2 separate regions of the Mus musculus genome follow, and region 1 is linked to region 2. The links are chromatin contacts, called in public Hi-C maps. All regions are on one chromosome and are shown on one strand. The core of a region is the stretch at or near the end of the contact, and the rest is flanking DNA. Distances in the headings are between cores, read along the strand shown. Region 1 overlaps Pkd1l2 (polycystic kidney disease 1 like 2). Region 2 overlaps Plcg2 (phospholipase C, gamma 2).

Region 1 (6,957 bases), core at 3,178-5,677, 460 kb after region 2:
GTTAGCATTTAGCACAGTGGTTTATCCTCATGTATTTCTTTGGACCCATATCTATGTCTACTGCTGAATTTGACATTAGAACTCAGCCTGAACTATCTTAGAATGCTAGCTGCACCGTTGATAATAGCTTTTCTAAATTTCCCTTACTCTCGCTAGGAGCCGGGGCGACTTATGCTGTGCTTTCGCATAACAGAACTCTGGCTGAGTTCACCGCCCAGAGGGGCTCGCAGCTTTACAATCTGACCTTGGACAGAGACATCCAGGAGATGCTGGGCCCTGGGAGGCACCACCTAAAGATCCAAGCTGTCAGCAATGAAGGCACCGGCACTGCCTCCGCCCCCTCTGGAAACTTCACTGTGTACTTTGTAGAGCCGCTGTCGGGGCTGCGGGCCTCCTGGGCTTCTGACCGTGTGGAGCTTGGGTGGGACTTGGTGGTCAATGTCTCAGTGGCTCGTGGCACCCTGGAGGAGCTGACCTTCGAGGTGGCGGGACTCAACGCGAACTTCTCCCAGGAGGAAGAGAGTGTTGGGCAGTCATCTGGGAACTACCACGTGGCGGTTCCTGCTGAAGGTACTGAGGCTGGCAGCTTCCCCTGGCACTCTGCCCCCCTTTTATATTTCTGATTTCGTTCCCCTGGGGCTTGGAGGGGTACCAGGAAAGAGATGACACCAGGCAGGTATGAGGATCTCAGGCCTTCTGCCAAAGGTCTGCTGAGAGAACAAAGATTGCACAAGAGAGCCACTGGGGCTTTGCTAAGTGCCCCCTAAGACCCCCAATCTCCTCCTCCAGCGTGGTCCTAATGATTCCTTCCACCCCCTTCTCCAAGAGTCTTGCTTGAAATAGGAAGAAGCCAAAGGATGGGAAAATGCACACCACACTGGGGCTTTAATCCCCGTGACAACTGGCAGACGTATCTGTGCTCCGTGAGCCATACGTGTCCCAGGATAGATGTGAATGTGGCCCAACATAAACTTGCAAACTTACTTAAAACATTATGAGATTTATTTATGGGAGCTCAGTTGCTCTGTTCTTGCGTTGAACTCTGTAGATGGCATCATGTCCCCTTGCCCTAAGTTTGGATGCACCTGCTTGGCTTTTGTCTCCCTCTGCTCCTGTTGAAGCTACTCAGGGAAGTCTATCCCCTTTTAACTGGTAAAATCTGGACCAGTGCACTGGGTTTTTGCTCATTCTTAGATTAACAGACTTCTTTTCTCCCTGAGATCAGATGATCTGGGCCTCTCCCAGTAAGAGGGTGGATGCAAAGGGAGCAAGCAGGTCAGGATTTCGCCCTTGGTGGACATGTTTGAAATTGCCTCTGGTAGTAGTGTCTGTGGGCTCCTGAGACCATCTGCTGGGCCCCTCAGACCTGCATCTGTAGGATGATGAGGACTGAACCTCTCCTTCAGCTGGCTGCACGTACGCAGCCTCTTCCTATCCCTGTCTGACCCTGCTCCCTCACCATCCCTCTCCTGAAGACCTACACCATGTCCATAGATAGTTCTTACCTACACTTGGTCCACTGTATTTCCCAGAAGCAGACAGACATCCATTCGCTCATTCCTGCCCTCTCTATTCCCCACCTCCACCACCCTCCATCCCAGGCTGATCCCACAGGGCATGAGTAAGGAACCCGCCTATGGAGTTCTTAAGCCTCAAAGATCCTTCTCAGCCTTTGAAGGATAGCCCTGTTCCACTTTTGCCTCGCATACCATACCCAACCCCAAGCCTGCTATGACTCCATGTTGTATACCTTCCCCTGTGTGCTCCCAGAGTCTTGCCTCAGGCCTGGTATATAGTAGGACTTGTAAGTGCACAGAGCCTGAGAGATTCCAGGACTGCAGTCAAGGCTGTCTGTCAGGCAGGCACACCTAGGGAGAGCAGTCTCCCCTGTGTCACGGAATTTGTGACAACACCATTGACTCTTACCCCTTTGCGTTGCAGGCACCTTCCTGGTCACCGTACATGTGCGGAACGCTTTCTCAGAACTGAGCTTGGACATCGGGAACATCACGGTCACAGGCAAGGTGTTTGTACTCTCAGGAGTCTAGGATACTGAGCCTGTCTGGGGTCTAACGAGGAGCCCTTCAAATGGGGCTGTGAACACGGAGCCCAGTCCATAGTCACAGACTCCTCTGGGTGCTCTGAAGACACAGTCGCAGAGAGTATCATTAAAGTTCTGCACTGAACATGCTCAGATGTTCTTCCCGCCATGAATCCCTGAACCGCACAGCACAGTGCTCATGCCATAGTTCACATTATCTTAGACATTATACCATCTGGAGTATAGGAGGTGGGCTGAGGGTGTGGCTCGGTGATAGAGTCCTTCCTTAGCACACAGAATCCCTGGACTCTACCCCCGTGCTGCAAAAACAGTAACAAAAATGCAGAAGAGGAGGTCTGGGGGATGCCTCTGCGGGACAAGAGCTTGCTGTGCAGGTGTGAGCACCTGAGGTCACAGGTGCTAGCAAGGTCAAGCAGGGCAGCTGCATATCTGTCACCCACAGAACCTTGTTTTTTTGTGTCTCTATCGCCTGAATGGCTGACATCTTGGGATATCTTCAACATGATCTCTTTGGTTTTCATATTTGTTTATGTGTTTGAGAAGGGTCTTATTGTGTTGTCTAGACTTGTCACAAATCTAGGCTCACCCGCTCCTCCTGCTCTCCCAACCACTCCCCCTCCATAGTTGTGACCTTGGGTACCCGCCATGATGCTCACGTGAGTCTGCCTTTATGCTTTATAATGTCTTTCACCAAAGCTTAATTCTTGTTCTCATTATGTTCACAGCCTCTTCCAGTCTCCAAGAACTGTCGGGAATAAATGCTGAAGCAAAGAGCGTGAGCATCTTTAAAACATTTAACTTCACAAGGAAACAATATCCAAGTGCTCTCCTTGATGTTTTGAGTTTAGGGCGCTGCCAGGGTCCCCAAGCTTTCTTCCCTTTGGCAAGAGCCCAAAAGCATGTTCTCTAACCACCACAGGGTTAGGCTGTAAAGCAATAAGACCCTGTATTGTGTGTGAGTAGGCCTTAGGAAATAAGTAATACACTTCTGTAAAAAAAAAATTAATAGGCAAAACAAGAAATCATAGGAGAGTCGGGCAGTGGTGGCGCACGCCTTTAATCCCAGCACTCAGAGGCAGAGGCAGGCGGATTTCTGAGTTCGAGGCCAGCCTGGTCTACAAAGTGAGTTCCAAGACAGCCAGGGCTATACAGAGAAACCCTCTCTCAAAAAACCAAAAATAAAAAATAAATTTTTTTTTAAAAATTAAAAAAAAAAGAAACCATAGGAGAAATTAGAAGATATTTCTAACTAAAATTATAAGGGCAATACAACTGATACACTTCTGTGGGCTGCAGCTAATGCAGTGCTCAGAGGGAAATTCATAGCTGTTAGCGCTAATTTGGGGAAACAGGCTCAGGTTCTTTGGTGTTTACGCCAGGGTCTTCAGTTCCCTTTCCAAATCATTGTGCAGGTGTGTGCTGATAACAAAGACCTACTGTGCACCTGCCATGTTCAAGAATTAATGTTTAAGGGCTGAGGTGTTAATGTTGAAAAAACAGTTGTGCTCTCTGCCTTCACAAAGCTTAGAGATAAACAGATGAAAGGAAAGAACTGAGAGTTGCGTATCTGGTAGGACCCAGGTGGACCGATAGCAAGCATCGGAGTGTGCGCTCACAGGTGTGCTCAGAGGCATCATGAAGACTGAGAGGGTGGCTCAGTGGGTAGAGCTCTGGCTATGCAGTGTAAACTGAGTGTGATAGCGAGTGCCTGTCATCAATCCCGACGTCCCGACAAGATAGGAAGTGGAGGCCTGAGAATTCACAGGAGCACACAGGCCAGTTAGCCAGGCATATCCAGTGGAGAATAAGAGACTGTGGGGGGCGGGGGGAGGGGGGCTGGAGAAATGACTCAGCAGTTAAGAGCACTGACTGCTCTTCTAGGGGTCCTGAGTTCAATTCCCAGCAACCACATGGTGGCTCACAACCATCTGTACTGGGATCTGATGCCCTCTTCTGGTGTGCCTGAAGGGTGCAACAGTGTATTCACATATATAAAATAAAATAAAATCTTTAAAAAAAAAGGGGGGGGACCGTGTGGTATAAGAGCCATGGAAAGCAAGCACTGACACCTGGGGTGTCCCCTGACCTCCACAAGCTCCTGGTACACACACAAGCCATCAGAGGTTGAGTCCCCCTGTAGCCTTGTGTAAGTCTGGGTCAAGGCTTGAGCAAGAAGACCCATAGCTAACTGGTCCTATCAGTAATTTCTTCCAGAATTCACCTCGGGGGCTGCTGATTCTTCTTCGAGAGCAGACAAGCTCTCCACGGTTGCCCAGCCGGCTCTGTCACCTCTTCCCTCTGGTGCTTCTGGGAGCCAGACCCACAGGGAAGCTTCCCTGTCTCCATGGCAACCGTGGGTGTTAGATGCTGACAAAGCCTCAGAGGGACAGGCACCCAGAGACTCAGAACGTGGCTGGAGGACACAGGCTCATGATCCACTCTGAGACTCGGCTGGCCCCGAGCCTTTTATATTCATTTCAGCTTTCCTTTCCTCATGTGTGCATGTTCCTTAAGAGCCCTGGTCTTGTTCTGTAAGCAGGGTTTCTCATTATCCTGGTGCTCACCACATAGTCTAGTCTGGCTCACCAGGGAGCTCAGATATTCACTATCTAATCTTTCCAAGGCTGGGATTGCAGCATGCATCACCACCCTCGGTGATGTCACATCATTGTGCCTGCAAAGCAAAGACATCACTAATCGAGCCACCTCTCTCCGCATCCCTCGAGGCCTGTATTCTTTCTTTCTTTCTTTTTTTTTTTTTTGGTTTTGGTTTTTTCGAGACAGGGTTTCTCTGTATAGCCCTGGCTGTCCTGGAACTCACTTTGTAGACCAGGCTGACCTCGAACTCAGAAATCTGCCTGCCTCTGCCTCCTGAGTGCTGGGATTAAAGGTGTGTGCCACCACGCCCGGCTGAGGCCTGTATTCTTAACTGATTGCCTCTGCCTTCCACATTCTCCCGCTGCCTCTAATTGGATCCCCTCGAAGGAAGCACAGGTGGCACTCTGAGTGCTAAGTGTTCCTTAATGTCCTTTAAGGATAGCAGTTGGGTCTCTGTTACCATGTCCCCCATCATCGGCACAGGGCCTGGTTCAGAATGGTCTCTATCCATGCAGGCAAACACACTGTGAGACCTAAGCCTACACTGGAGATAAAGCTATGTACCCAGTGAGTCTCAGGAAGGGACACCATGCCTCCCAAGGGAAACCTGAGAGCAGATTGCCATCCAGAACTTTCTCTGATCTTAGCTTTACCCTGTGGCCGCTGTCAGCACGCACTGCTCTGGGGTGCGGGGTAGGCTGGCGGTGGAACTCTACAGTGACGCTTACGTGTGGAGTGCATTCTATGGTGAAGCTGTTCTATCACTGAGGGGTCCCATCCTCTACAGGGACACAAACAGGACATGAAGGTATTCACCGAGCCTGAACTGTACGTGGACCCTTTCACAGAAGTCACACTGGGCTGGCCGGATGATGACCCGGGCTTGAACTTCCACTGGTCCTGCGGTAGGTGGCGTGACTCTCCTGCCCACCGGTTTCACGGATGAGAGAGCACCGTCAGGCTTGTCTGTTCTCTCTTCATCGGACACAACTCCAGCCTGACACTGTCTGCCTGTGTGTGCTGGAGTGTAAACCTCAGACATGTGTATAGAGGCAACAGCAAACCAAGGAGAGATGGTGTCCCTGAATGCGTGTGATAGGGGTATGGGGAGATATAACAAGCAGTAACAAAACCTAAACGCCAGCTTGCTTTGTTCATTGACACCATCCACTGGCAAATCCAGATAAGATCCGTGACCAGGTAGATAGTCCTCCTCTGAGAGGGTCATTCCCTCCTAACATACAACACCACACACACACACACACACACACACACACACACTCACTCACCAAAATAAAATAGGACAACTGGAGGCTGGGTGTGGTGGTTTATCCCTGTAACCCTGGCAATCAGGAGGCAGAGCAGGAAGACCAGGAGTTTGAGGCTAGTCTGGGCTGTGCTGCCAGACCTGGTCTCAATGAAACAAAACCATTAGGCCAGGCAGTGGAGGTACATGCCTTTAACCCCAGCACTAGGGAGGCAGAGGCAGGCAAATTTCTGAGTTTGAGGCCAGCCTGGTCTACAGAGTGAGTTCCAGGACAGCCAGGGCTACACAGAAAAACCCTGTGTTGAAAAACCATAATAATAATAATAATAATAATAATAATAATAACAAAAAACCAAAAACCAAACCAAAACAAAACAAAAGTCCAAAACCATTACCAGAAGTTTTGCTAAACCAGAAAGTCCACGGTGTATTAGGGTCAGGGATACTGTGCACAACTGTCTTCCCATCTTGCGCAGGACGTTGCTGGGCTCAGTGGAATGCCTGCGTGGGGAGGCAGCTGCTCCACACAGACCAGAGGTTGCTGGTGCTCCATACCTTCTGTCTGCCACCGCTCAACTCCGCTGTCACCCTGCATTTGGCTATCCTAAGGGGCCAAGAGCTGGAGAAAGAGACAGAACAGTGCCTCTACGTGTCTGCTCCCTTGAACCTTGGGCCTCAAATCAGGTGAGGCCGCACTTGGGTGTCGTACCATCAGCCGGCACCACTCGGAGGTGGGACTGGAAGAGTGGGTCAACCAGTCTCACCTGTGCTCCCACAGGGGTGGCAACCTGGGGATCCACAACAAATGGCCTGAAGGGACAGCAGAAGTCCATCTAGAGACTTCATCCAGGGAACTGGAAAGGCCCCATCCATAGGATGTGGAGCTCGACAGAGACCTGGAGGCGGGGCTTGGGAAGAGGAGGAGAAAGGGAGAGGCGGGGCCTTGCAGATCCACGCATAGTCAAGTCTTCCATCCAGGAGCTCCCTGAGCAGGAGGGGACATGCTCACAGCTTGCTTCAAAACATTCTG
Region 2 (6,680 bases), core at 386-2,885:
GCCCAAAACACTGTGATCGATTACAGGCTACTGTGCCCAGTGAGTTCTGGCGATCTGAACTCAGGTCCTCACTTGTGTGCAGCAAGCACTTTACCCAGGGAGGCATCTCCCCAGCCCAGAACTCATGCTTCACTGTTCCCTGCTCACGTCCATGTGCTCTGTGCTCAGACTTCCAGAATATTCTCATCAAATCTGTCATGAGCACCACATCTGCGAAAGATGGCCGCCCTGGAGCTCAAAAAGATGAAAATAAAAAGACAATTCCCCTGCCATAAGCACTGGTTTAGCCAGAAAGCCTGTTGATTTTAAAACTTGTGTAAGCCGGGCGTGGTGGCGCACACCTTTAATCCCAGCACTCGGGAGGCAGAGGCAGGTGGATTTCTGAGTTCGAGGCCAGCCTGGTCTACAAAGTGAGTTCCAGGACAGCCAGGACTACACAGAGAAACGCTGTCTCAAAAACACCAAAAAAACAAAACAAAACAAAACAAAACTTGTATAATAGCTGGGCATGGTAGCACACGCCTTTAATCCCAGCACTCAGGAGACAGAGGCAGAGGCAGGTGGATCTCTGTGAGTTTGGGGCCAGCCTGGTCTACTAAGTGAGCCCAGGACAACCAGGGCTCTGTTACACAGAGAAACCCTATCACAACAAAACAAAACAAAAACAAAATAACAACAAAAACAAAAATATCATATAATAAGTTATTTGAGGTGGTAGGGACTGAAGCCTGACCCCATGGCTTAGTATCTGCCACTCTATCACTGAGCTATATCCCCAGCCCATTTTAAAATGTATCTGTGTAAGGGTATGTCATCTATGTTTAGTGGGGGTGGGGCTGGGAGGTAGAAGGTGCTTGTCCATTCAGACGCCTGTGGAGACCTGATACCCAGACACTCACCCTAGGATGTGTTCCTCAGTAGCTCCTACTATCTATCTATCTATCTATCTATCTTAGAGGCAAGGTCTCTCACTGAACCTGCCCAGCGCTTACAGTATTTGAAATAGGATCTTTCTAAGATGTCCAGCCTAGCCTTGAACTTACTAGTTAGAACTCCCTAGCCCAGATGAGCCTGACCCTTGTGAGCCTCCCACCTCAGGCTTCTGTGTAGCAGGGATGACAAAAGGCCGGCCTCACGGCCAAGCCTGGCTACTAGAACAAATTCTATTTACAAGAGAACAACCAACAACCAGCAAAATGCGAATCAGAACCACAGTGGGACACAGCATCACCCCTCCTAGGACAGCTACAGTCGAAAGTAATTTAGTAGCAAGTGCTGTCAAGGAAGTAGGAGGGGGCAAAAGATCACATGCACCGACAGTGGAGGCACATGCCTTTAACCCCAGCACTTGGGAGGCAAAGGCAGGCGGATTTCTGAGTTCAAGGCCAGCCTGGTCTACAGAGTGAGTTCCAGGACAGCCAGGGCTATACAGAGAAACCCTGTCTCGGAAAACAAAACAAAACAAAACAAAACAAAACAAAACAAACAAACAAAAAAGGTCACATGCTGGATGATTTCCTTATACGAAATGTCCAGTGGGCAGACACGTTAGAGACACTTGTCACCAACACTGGGAAGGAGAAATGACACCAGAGCTAAGGGACTCCAAAGGAGAAAGGATTCAAAATGTTCTAAAATTAGCTATGATTGTGTTTGCAGGACTCAGCCTGGTCTACAGAGCGATTCCAGGGTAGCCAGGGCTACACAGAGAAACCCTGTCTTAAAAACAAAAAACAAAACAAAAAAAAACACCCCACAAACAAAGTGTGATTCACTACCTGAACTGTACACTCGGCTGAGTGAATTCCGTGGCATGGGAACCAAATCTCAGTGAGGCAATGAAAATGAGGAAAAGGAGAGAACAGGAAGTTGGGGGGGGAGGTCTGGAGGGAGTAAGAGGGGTAATGGGGTAGTTATGACCAAAATGCATTGTATATATGTAAGAAAGGGGATCAATAGCAATCTATAAATTTCTCTAGCAACAGTAAAGTAGAGCCAGCAAGATCATATAAATTCATCATATAAATTCATCATATAAATTCATCATATAAATTCATCATATAAATTCAGCGGCTGCTAACTCTGCACACCTAAGTTTGATCCCCAGGACCTACGTGAAAATGAGAAGAGAAAAATAACTTTCCTAATTTGTTCTCAGATTTCCACATGCACACCTTAGCACCTACACATGCACACACCCACATATACACACCTACACACACACACACACACACATACCCCTACATATACACATATCTATATACACACATAAACACACACACACACCTACATACACACCTACACACACACACCTACACATACACACACCTACACATACACACACCTATACACACATATCCCTACATATACACACATCCACATACACACATATATACACCTACACACACACACCTACATACACACATATATACACCTACACACAACCTACATACACACATATATACTCCTACACACACACCTACATACACACCTACATACACACATATATACATCCACACACACATACACACACATATACATACATATACATACACATACATACATACACACACACACATGCTAAGTAAATGTAAAAAAAAAAAAAAATTCAGTGGTAGTTTAAGGGACAGAGAAGATGTTCAGTCCGAGCTGGAGGAATGGAGGAATGGGGGGGGGGGGGGGTTATGATCTAACGTCTGCATTTATTAAGCTTCCCCTGTGCACCAGTGAGGACACAGCCACACGGAACCACCCACTCCCGTCAGCTCTCCTTGGCAACTCTGCATGGCCCTGTCTTTGGAACCACATCCCCTCCCCCCCACCCACCTACCTACCCCACCCCCGTCAGAAAGTCGTTCAGGCCTTACTCTATGTGTACAGCATCTTTGCATACTGTCTAAGTTTCAGTTTTGTTGAGGGGGAGTTTCTATTCGCTCACAGATCCCGGCCACAGTCGCTCTGTGAGAGGAGGACCTGAGTGGCAGGAGCTGCAGACAGACAGTTGCACTGTCAGCTCGCTCCATCACACCTTCCCTTTCAGTGCTGGGGTGTGGCCCACCTTCAGAGAAGCCCTTTCCTTCCCAGACCAACCCTCATTGGGTTAACAACAAAAACTCCCCCCACAGGCCAGTGATGTGGCTCAGCAGGTAAAGCTGCCTGCCACCAAGCCTGAGGACCCGAGTTCGATCCCAGAGAGGGGGAGAAAACAAATTCCCCCAAGTCACCCTCTGACCTTTTCACACTTGCCATGGCAGATTTGCATATACACACACACCACACACACACACACACACACACACACACACACAAAACAAATAAAGATGTAATAAAAAAGAATCACATAAAACTAACCATCACGTATGTTCACATATGTACATACATGTACATAGTCATGCCAAAGCCAGAACTCAGGTGCTGTTCTTCAGGAACTACACACCTCGTTTCTCTCCCCTGGAGCTTACCTGATGAAGTTCCCAAGGGGAGATGCCTGGCGGGGAGCGGGATGGAGTGGGATTGCCTACATGCTTGGAAAGGATGCTGATCAGCAAGTCCCAGGAATCCATCTCTGCTCCCCTCCCCAGCGCATGGATAGCAAACATCGTGCCAAACCACCCAACTGTTTCACTTAGATGCTGAGGGCTGCACTTGGATCTTCATGCCTACCCCCACCCGGGACTTCCTGATTTCCCTCAAACCAGACCTCTCGCCCTGAGGAGACTGGAAAAGCATACTACTTCCCAGACCTGACATGTGGAGTGAAAGAAAGGCTGGGCTGGCCGCCTCAGCCACACAGGAAAAGGCTCCAAAGTTCCCCCATCCTCCATTCCATCTAGCTGGTGCTGAGGCAGCCTCCGCAGCCCTCCAGCCAAAAGCAGCCTGCTCAGTCCTGAGGTTTGGCTTGGCGGGCCTGGGCCAGAACAAACAGCCCGCAGGCGGGAAGAAAGCCTTGCCACACCTGACTGCAGCAAGCACAGTTTCTGCTGCTCCACTGCAGGCCTCTAAAGGCTGAAGCCTGCATCCTGGTGAGAGTGGATGATGGGGCGGGAGCGGGACAGAAGCTAGAGTCTCCTTAGGAAAACTGACCACATCATCCAAGCCCACCACACAGCTGTGTTTAGAAATCTATCCAGTGAAAACCACAGAGAATTTGCCTAAGTTTAGCTATTAAAAAAAAAAAAAAGTTCCCAGAAACAATATTTGATATAGGAAAACATGGGATAACATAAAAACCCAAAAAGCAGACACCCGTTGAAGAAACAAACCTTAAACACGGGACTAATTTCAAACAACATGGGAGGAAGACTGATGTAGGGCAGATTCAAACTACCAAAAACTGGAAAGCCAGGTCTAGCAAATGCATTAGTCGAGAGAATTATGTTTAAAGTGTCAGGGAGCTGGGAGAGGCCTCAGCAAATAGAGTTCTTGCCACGGAATCATCTGAAGGATCTGAATTCAGTTATCATCAGATAAGGGTGGGGTGGGGTGGGGTGGGGTTGGGTTGGTGAACGGCCTCTGCCAGGGACAGGGAGACTGGAGGAGCCCTGCTGCTCACAGGCAGCCAGCCTCACTGAATCAGCCAGGTTCAGTGAGAGACTCTGCCTCAAGAAACACAGTAGAAAGTAACTGGGTGGGGGGAGTTGCTGAGGAAATGGCTCAGTGGTTAAGTGCACTGACTGTTCTTCGGAAGGTCCTGAGTTCAAATCCCAGCAACCACATGGTAGCTCACAACCATCCGTAACGAGATCTGATGACCTCTTTTGGGGTGTCTGAAGACAGCTACAGTGTACTTACATATAATAAATAAATAAATCTTAAAAAAAAAGAAAGTAAGGAACTCACCCCCCCCCCAAGTCCAATAAATAAATAAACCCATTCCTCTGACTCCATGCACACGCGCACACACACACACACACACACACACACACACGAACATAAAAAGATTTACTACTAAAGCCTCTAATATGTACATTAAAAATATCCCCAGACACAGAACAAAATGCAAATTGTTTGAGGGCTACATATTACAGGGTTTTTTGTTTTTGTTTTTGTTTTGTTTTGTTTTTCATAGACAAAATACGTGTTTGTTGTCTATTAAAGTTTCCTTTGGATGAGACGGGATGTTACTATGTAGCACTGGCTGACCTGGGACTATGTAGACTAAGCTGGCCTTAAACTTGCCTTGATCTTCCTGCCTCTGCTTCCCAAGGGCTCGGATTACACTACTATGCAGATGGTCACTACTGAATCACCATACGGCTTTTTAGAGGATATGTGCAAGAAAGACCTAGCTGTACTTTTATTTGACTTCATAAGAATAGGAAAGGCTCAAAGCCAGCAGTCCAACTTATCCACACTGGTCAAGAGAACACAGGAGCTTCCATTCTGCTGTAACGAGCAGGTGAAGACACCTCAAGTTGTTTTTTCCTTTTTTTGTTTTTTTTGTTTGTTTGTTTTTTTTTGTTGTTGTTTGTTTTTCGAGACAGGGTTTCTCTGTGTAGCCCTGGCTGTCCTGGAACTCACTCTGTAGACCAGGCTGGCCTCGAACTCAGAAATTCACCTGCCTCTGCCTCCCAAGTGTTGGGACTAAAGGCGTGCGCCACCACGCCCGGCCCTACAACTCAAGTTTTTAATCTCACAGCTCTGAGCAGGACCGGTTCTTTGTGAAGGCTCAGAAATTAGTTCCCACGGTGCCTCTAGTGTTTAGAAACAGCCTGCATTCCTTGGCGTGTGACCCCTTTCCTCAAAGCCAACAAAATACCATCTACGTCTCCCTCTCACACTTTGACCCTCACACCTCTACGAACCCTTGTGACTACATCAGTCCTAGCTCCAGGATCACATCTCAAAATCCATCCCATAATCCCCTCTACGAAGAGCCTTTCACCAGGTAGGGCAAGACATTCAAAGGTTCCAGGGTTTAAAGCTTCTCCTGGGAGCGGACTTTACAGACTTATTGCTGAGACCTCAATAGTATCTTCTTATCAAGCACTAGCTCATGAAGTGGGTGGGACATATCTAACTTCCCTAATATCTCACTCCTCTAATCCCCCTGACATCACACGGGTGGGCATCAAAACATCCCATTTTACAGATGGGAACAACAAGCCCAATGACAGAATCTCTTAAACCGAGGAGCCAAGAAAGGCAGCCAGTCAGGTCTCGAACCACTTTCCTTTTCTTCCTACGCACCGATTAGCTCTAGAATCTCAAGGGTGCTAGGCAGGTGCTCAGCCACTCCTCCCATTCATATTATTTATTTTGTGTGCATGCCTGTGGCATACAGGTATGCCATGGTATACAAGTAGAGAGCAGAGAGCAGCCTGGGGAAACTGGTTCTCTCATCCCACCATACCTCATGTTGTCACATTTGACAACAGTCCCTTTATCCACTGAGCCATCTTGCCAGCCCAAGCTGTGATTCTGCCCAAACACACACTTTTTTTTTTTTTTTTTTTTTTTTTGAGACAACCTTGCTATGGCTGCCCAGGCTGACCTTGCATTTACGGTGTCTTTTGTCTTTCTTGTTTTGTTTTACTTTGAGAGGAAGGGAAGAAGGGTCTTGGGTAGCCCAGGCTGCCTCAAGAACTTCCTGTGTAGCTGATCAGATCCTCCTGCCTCCATCTCCCAAGTGCAAGGATTAAAGATCCTTGTCCCAGCTTAGAGCTCGCTCCGTAGCCCAG

What was found. A called contact is a pair of places that touch in the nucleus more often than the background predicts.
Region 1: a Hi-C map of bone marrow-derived macrophages shows a contact between it and region 2, with 20 read pairs. The contact joins two enhancer-like sites. A contact is called at or near these places in 1 of 484 Hi-C or Micro-C datasets (bone marrow-derived macrophages), 4 of 115 datasets of contacts at active chromatin or transcription factors (the 230-238 cell line, embryonic stem cells, pro-B cells and 1 more) and 2 of 9 other capture datasets (adipose tissue and embryonic stem cells).

The regions. Positions count from the first base shown.
Region 1 is chr8:117,059,116-117,066,072 of GRCm38.p6, reverse strand. Pkd1l2 (polycystic kidney disease 1 like 2) reads left to right here. Exons shown (of 43, transcript NM_029686.4): 7 at 157-570; 8 at 1,942-2,019; 9 at 2,788-2,837; 10 at 5,448-5,565; 11 at 6,404-6,611. Among named protein-coding and RNA genes, the nearest start is that of Pkd1l2, 20 kb to the left of the region's middle. Within about 2 kb of position 4,427, at least 26 of the 459 cell types and tissues checked have an H3K27ac peak or open chromatin away from gene starts, as enhancers often do. A contact at or near this core is called in bone marrow-derived macrophages, where this site is marked.
Region 2 is chr8:117,514,271-117,520,950 of GRCm38.p6, reverse strand. The region is part of intron 2 of Plcg2 (phospholipase C, gamma 2); the gene reads right to left. Among named protein-coding and RNA genes, the nearest start is that of Plcg2, 19 kb to the right of the region's middle. Within about 2 kb of position 1,635, at least 13 of the 459 cell types and tissues checked have an H3K27ac peak or open chromatin away from gene starts, as enhancers often do. A contact at or near this core is called in bone marrow-derived macrophages, where this site is marked.